2 separate regions of the Sus scrofa genome follow, and region 2 is linked to region 1. A link is a contact called in public Hi-C data. All regions are on one chromosome and are shown on one strand. Each heading gives the region's core, a stretch centred on a gene start, on an enhancer-like site or on the middle of the called end of the contact. The rest is flanking DNA. Distances are from core to core; before and after follow the strand shown. Region 1 overlaps PCSK6 (proprotein convertase subtilisin/kexin type 6). Region 2 overlaps PCSK6 (proprotein convertase subtilisin/kexin type 6).

Region 1 (3,387 bases), core at 197-2,696:
GCCTGCAGCCACAACTGGAACAGCAGGGTCCAAGTTCCTCCAAGCTGAACTGCATGGGCCAAAAGGTGACCCTTAACGCTGGTGAGAGACGGCACTGCTGCTTCTGCTAATGTTGGGAAACAGTAGGGTGAGCGGACTTGAGGACATTAGTTCTCTTCATTCACTCCGGAGTGAGTTCTTACTCCGACTGAAAGGAAAGGAAGCACCCTGTCCCCCTTGAGGATCACCTGCTTCTGCTCATAGACAACCTGCTCCCCAGTCACCAGTCACCTTCTGTCAAGGACATCAACATAGGATGCGGCGTGATGAATTCAAGCCCTCTTTAGGACTTTTGCCACAATTTAACCAAGGCCACAGTAAACTTCTGAAGTCATTACAGAAAAAGAAGTTGAGGAATAAACGGTAACAGATACAACGGGCTGATGTGAACCCACTCCGTGAACACTGAGATGTTTCAATACACAATGACTAAGCATCTGTCTATTATTTACCAGGTAGTCTGCTGGACTGGGAGAAAAAACAAATGAGAGGCGGCCTTGGCCTTTGACAGCTTTACAGCTCAAGGTGGGCGTGCATGCATCTAACCACGAGCTCCTCTGCCTCCCTGCCGCCTCTCCGTGGTTTCTAGAAAACTGAGTGGTCTGCCCTATCTCACACTGGCCTTAGGGACCAGCTGCAACTCCCACCAGCCCCATCCCTGTCACTCACCAGATTCCCAGGAAACTAAACCCCTCATTTCTCCCACCAACACCACTGTGTGCTCTCAGTGCTTCCAAAGTGGCCAGCAGGAGATGTCACAAGGACAATACGGGGGGCCCGAGGTCCAGCAAGGCTGACAGCTGTCAATGGACAGCTCTCACAGGCACTGGGAACTGCAGGGAGAGGATGTCCATGTGGCCACAAAACCCTTCAAGATGTCATGTTCTCCCCAGCAGTGGTCAGTTCTGAATGGGTGCTGCTCAGGCTCTGGCCCTACCACCTGTGTGTGAGTATCACGCTGGGATGAGAGCAGAGGGCTAATAAGCAGCCTTGACGACACCTCCATTCCTGGAGTCTGGTGGGGAAGTCAGGCGCTAAGGGAAACCTCACAAACTCAGAATGTTAACATCATACTGCTAGGAGAAGCGAGCTAGCCGGAGGGCTCTAGCTTCCGGTGGCAGGGCTATGGCTGAGACCAGAGGGTTGGGGAGAGTCACAGAGGGGAGGCAGTCTGTGCAGAGGCTGTGCAGGGGGAGAGAGCAGATGCCATCCAATGAGGAGTGTAAAGGCCCGTGTGGCTGGGGCCACAGGGAGGTCAGGCCAGGAGGACAAGGACTTGGGCAGGACAGTCCCAGGGGTGGTTGGCACCATTCCAGAAGTTCTTCCGGATCCCTAAGGATGGTGGAGAGCAGACTGGTGTTGGCCAAGGGTGCCCACAGCAGTCTAGTGACCGGGCAGTGTGGGGTTCAGGTGAGAGGACTCTCGCTTCTGTGACAGAGGTGTGATCAGGGGTGGCCAGTCGACTCTGGGACGAGGTGACTTTGAGACATCTTTGAGGCATCTAAGTGGAAGTGCTGAGTGTGCCAGGGGGTGAAATAATAAAGCATCATCTTTTAAAGTATATTGGAAAGTTCTAACTGTTTACCAATTCGTAGTAGCCAGTCCACTAGCCCCAGGGTTCTGCAGAAACGTGAAGAGACAGCCGCAGACCTCTCCTGTCCCCACGTGGGTCAATCCATCAGGCCCTGTGAGGCAGCCCATCCTGCCCCCAGCCCATCCCATAGTTCATCAACCCTGAGATCGATGTGGTCACTTTCTGTCTATGTGCTTGTATTTGCCAGGAACTTTTTGTTTGTTTGCACTCCGAATGGCTCCAGCACACAAAACTGTCAGATAAAATTCCATCTGTGGTTAATGGAAAGATCGGCTTAAACGTTGCATCACTGCTGGAAAGAAACCTGAGCTTTGATTAAACTCTGGGGACAAAGTCCCATCCTATGAAACAGAATGCCCACTCTGGTCCCAGAAATCATTTTCCAGCTTCTGAGAGTTAAAGTACTAAAACAAAGCATCAACCCAAAGCCGCCCATTGCCCAGGAAGGAGCCTCCGAGGGCCTCCCTAATAATATCTTTATCCTCCTGTTTCCATCATCAATCTGGCTGAGCACTGAAGGGAAAGGAAGGGCTGAACCAGAGTCATCATTCTAAAATGCAAGGGTTGGAAGACGCAGGCAGCAATGTCGAACTATAAGCCAGCTTGGAACATAATCAGAACAAGTAATTTTTAAAAAATGTGTGAATCCTTTCCGCCATTGGCTGATGCTTCTGTAACATCCACCCTTCTCCAGACTTTTGGCCAAAAGAACAAGTTAAAAACAAATGCTTTCAGTTTGCTTAAATGACAGCCCTTGGAAAAACCCAGTGACTGATACCATGCCCTGAGAACAGTCAGGCTGTTCTCCCAAGGAGCGGGCTCGTCAACAAAGCCCTTTGAGAAAACGGCCCTCTTCAAAGGTGGATAAAAACATCAAGGAAAGGTGATTAGGAATGGAAGGGAAAGGACTGCACGACGCTGGTACAGGATCAGGGCAAAGAGATGCTTAATAAACGTGTGTGTGGCTGAAGTCTTAAATCTTCCCTCTCACTTGTGTTTCGTTTCGTTTTGTTTAACAAATGTACACTCTACCAGCTTTCATGGGAGGTGCGGATGGGTTGTAAATTCCGTCACTTATCCAAGCGATTTTGTACAACAGGGACTGGAGCTAATTAAAATAAAATACCATCTGCATTCGATTGAACTTTATCCTAAACCCTCTAACATTCATCTCCAGTGTGGTCATTCAAACACCATGGCAAATGCATTCCAATAATTCTGAATAATATTAAGTCATCTCTTCCCTTCCTTAATAATATTAATGACACAACCCTCCAATCGCGCAGGTGTCACAAAATTGCTTTGCTAATGTGGGAAAGCGTCCGGGTGCACCACAAGAAAAGATAACGCTAAATACTTCTGGAAAATGGCTAATTCTACACCATATTTCATCAGAATGACTAGGTAGAGTAAATATTAGTCAGACTGACAGCTAATTGATTTGGTTTGCATTAAAACTAGACGTATTTAAACAGAGGCATTTCGGCTGTGATTCTGAAGTCATAATTGGTTCAGATGTCTATAGGCTTTCCCTGGGGCTAAGCATTTAATTAGAACTCTGGCAAACAATCAGCCAATCATACGGGAGTCGCAGGAAGGGCTGGAATGTGCAGGGCTATTTCCCTCTTCTCTCTTTCCTCTTTATTGGCAGGATGCTTTGATAGTGGCCCTGCCAGGAGCTTATTAAGGAGCCATATATAAGAGGGATTTTTATTTGAAAAAACTTAACTGCCACAGCCTTTGCCTAGGAGGTC
Region 2 (3,416 bases), core at 306-2,805, 95 kb before region 1:
CCCACTCCCCTTGGATGATTAAATTGTAGCCCACTGGATCTGGGGGCAGAGTCTCCTTGCCTGCCTAATTGCATCTCTCACTAGTGTCCTATCTTAATAAATCTATTTCTTGCCTATCACCTCGTCTCTTGTTGAATTCCTTCTGCGTGGAGGCATAAAAAACCTGAACCTCAGTGAGTCCAGACACTGGATAAGTGATTCTAATTTAAAACTGTGGGTTCAAATCCCAATCTGGGTACTGGCTAGGTTCAGGCCATTAGTGCTGTCAGTTTCAGTATCACCCTTTTCTCCTGAACTAGGACACTTTGGGGAATGGTGCCACCATTTTGGTCCCTGGAAAGAGCAATAGGGAGGTAAAGAGATATGAAAAATGTTGCTGCCACATCAGTAAACAAAGGATGCTGCAGCCATCAAGCCATCCCATTACAGCTGCCCAGACAGCGAGCCCAGAAGGAACTCAAGATGGAAACAGGATGCCCACCATCACACCATCAGACGTGCAGCCACCTCTCAATGGGGCACCTTGAGGGGACGCAGGATGAGAAAGCACAGGATTCAGGCCCCAGAGAGCGGAAGTGCACATCAGAGGAATGATTTCAGTGAGCTCAGATTCTTGTATCTTCCCATACCTAGAAAAGCACTAAATTCCTTACCTTGAGATATCTGATTTTCTTTCATTAATAGAAATCTTTTGTTGTTCTGACTACCTGGTCTTTGTTGCAGAAACCCCTATGGGTTTTGGCTCCTCCCTTTTTTCTTCAGAGCAGTCCCTCAGAGCTATCTCAGAAGCTACATTTTGGGCTTAAGTCCTCAGAATGTCTGCTGAATAAAATGTGTCTCTCAACTTTCAGGTTGATTTTTTTTTTTTTCAGTCAACAGAGACAAACTGAAACACTGAGTACTTTCAAAGCAAATGGGGTTAAAAATGGAACTTTTGGACAACCGTAGGTATGGCGCCTGGAGACCTCCCAAGTCCTTCATTTCTGCTTTCCAGGAGGCTGAGAGTGATTCTCTGTAATCGCACATTCCAGAAATGAGAGTTTAGTGACAAACTTGGAAGCCAGCACAGAAGGCACGTGCTTGAAATCTGACTTGTGTTCTAGCTGCCAGTACAAGATAAATTGAGCCACTGAACACAGATTGCAAAATCTCCATTCTTCTTTTGCAAGTGAAGATTAGCTCAAAACATATGTCAATTCAACAGTGGTCAATAAAACCAGCAAGAAAATAGAACAGCTATACTCTCAGGAAGAAAGAAATGTGTGAAAGGGCTACTGAATAGAAAATAAGAAACCATGGACATTTTTTATGATGAAAAAAGGGGAAAAATTGTCACAGGAGAGAGTAATTTCTTCCTCTTTCAACCAATTGTTAAACATTTTATTTGGTGTGCACAGCTGAAAACAGAATTGATTCAAATGATATGAGTTCTTGATTTAATCAAGGCTCACTGTTGCGGGCACCTTCATTTCTGCCGTCATCCAACAACTGCTCATGCTCCGTGTTCCAAGCGCTGAGCACTGCACCTCCAAAGGCAAGCTTTGCCTATCAGTGCAGAGTCACACTGGACCAGGTCTCAGTGGGATACCCGTAATGGCCCATCCCTCTCCAGTAGTTCCTGGGGATTATCGAAGCACATAATTCAATCTGCTTCTGAACAGGTGCTTTGGGAAAGATTCTCTAGAGAGCAAGGGTCTGTGGCAAGACCCACAGCCTGAAGCTGTATTGGGAGGTGCTATCCTGGGGCAACAAGATTGAACAGGAGGGAAGGCCAGAAATAGGAAACAAATACAAAGCTGGCTGCATCTTCACAACAAAGCAGCAGGTTGCTAGGTTGAAAGTCTTCCAAATACACCTCGTGGGGCCATCTGGGAAGGGCATGAACCTGATTTCCCAGTTCTCCCTGGGCAAACTTCCAGTGCACTCCCAGGCTGTGTTACCTGCCCCTGCAGTTGGCTAGATGCTGCTGTGAACCGAAATGTTGCTGCCACATCAGTAAACAAAGGATGTTGCAGCCATCAAGCCATCATATTATAGCCGTGCAAAGAGTGAACCCTGAGGGAACTTAGGATGGAAACAGGTTGCCCATCGCCAAGCCCTTGGCCACCACAGCCACCTCTCAACGGTGCACCTCAAGGGGATGCAGGATGAGAAAGCACAGGATGCTGGCCCCAGATAGCTGAAATGCACATCAAAGGAAGGATTTCAGTGAGCCCAGACTCTTGGATCTTCCATATCTAGAAAAGCACTAAGTGCGCCGAGATAGATTTTCAGATAGCTATCAGATGATTTTCTTTCATTAACAGAAATCTTCAGCTGTTCCAACTACCTGGTCTTTGTTGCAAAACCCCCTATATATCCTGGCTTCTCCCTTACCTCTTTGGAGCCCTGAGCAGCTGAGTCCTGGGCTCAAGTCCTCAGTTTTGCCCGCCAAATAAAACACAGCTCTCAACTATTAGGTTGTGTATTTTTTTAAGTTGACAGTGGAAAGCCTGGATTTCACACTTCATCTGGAAGTGGAGAGAAAGGGCCAGCCTCCCCACATCCTCTTGGGGTGACTGACACCCTAAAGCCAATGCAGCTCCTACCTGTGTGGGAATAGGCAGTTGTGTCCTAGCTCAGCCTGCACCTCAGGGGAGGCTGGGGGAGCTGGGGAGTCAAGGGGGCCGGATATCTCCACCAAGCAAGAGGTGAGGCCCAAGGGCAGCCGGTCTGAACCAACCTGGAGAGCCCATGATGGACCAGGTGTGAGATGTGTGGATAAACCATAATCTATACACACAATTCAAGGTAGAATGCATGGATGACCATGAGTAAAGCTTGAAAAGAATGTACTTAACTGGGCTTTCTTTGGTCCCTTGCCTTCCATTCAAGTGACCTAGGATGTAAGGCACGATATAATAGCACAAGACAGAATCACAGAGGAGTTCCCGTCATGGCGCAGTGGTTAACGAATCCGACTAGGAACCATGAGGTTGCGGGTTCAGTCCCTGGCCTTGCTCAGTGGGTTAGGGATCCGGCATTGTCGTGAGCTGTGGTGTAGATGCGGCTTGGATCCCGTGTTGCTGTGGCTCTGGTGTAGGCCGATGGCTACAGCTCCGATTTGACCCCTAGCCTGGGAACCTCCACATACTGCAGGAGCGGCCCTAGAAAAGGCAAAAAGACAAAAAAAAAAAAAAAAAAAAAAAAGACATAATCACAGAAAGTGACATAAAAGAGACATGTGATGGGTTCCAGGGAAGTGTAACACTGAGAGAGTGTTGATGCTTTAGATGCTTCAGGTCATTATCCTAAAACCTTAAAATTCCTCATGAAGTATTTGTTTGCATAAAACCTATATCTGAACCTCACCCAGGCCCACAAAGCAATACTATTATTCCCATCACGCATGTGCAGGTAAGGAGACCAAGAGGTTC

What was found. A called contact is a pair of places that touch in the nucleus more often than the background predicts.
Region 2: a contact with region 1 is called in a Hi-C map of liver, with 1.6 times the contacts expected there. The contact joins two enhancer-like sites. A contact is called at or near these places in 2 of 47 Hi-C or Micro-C datasets (fetal skeletal muscle and liver) and 1 of 2 datasets of contacts at active chromatin or transcription factors (skeletal muscle).

The regions. Positions count from the first base shown.
Region 1 is chr1:145,558,845-145,562,231 of Sscrofa11.1, reverse strand. The region is part of intron 2 of PCSK6 (proprotein convertase subtilisin/kexin type 6); the gene reads right to left. Among named protein-coding and RNA genes, the nearest start is that of PCSK6, 52 kb to the right of the region's middle. Within about 2 kb of position 1,446, at least 22 of the 83 cell types and tissues checked have an H3K27ac peak or open chromatin away from gene starts, as enhancers often do. A contact at or near this core is called in liver, where this site is marked.
Region 2 is chr1:145,653,555-145,656,970 of Sscrofa11.1, reverse strand. The region is part of intron 13 of PCSK6 (proprotein convertase subtilisin/kexin type 6); the gene reads right to left. Among named protein-coding and RNA genes, the nearest start is that of SNRPA1, 52 kb to the left of the region's middle. Within about 2 kb of position 1,555, at least 6 of the 83 cell types and tissues checked have an H3K27ac peak or open chromatin away from gene starts, as enhancers often do. A contact at or near this core is called in liver, where this site is marked.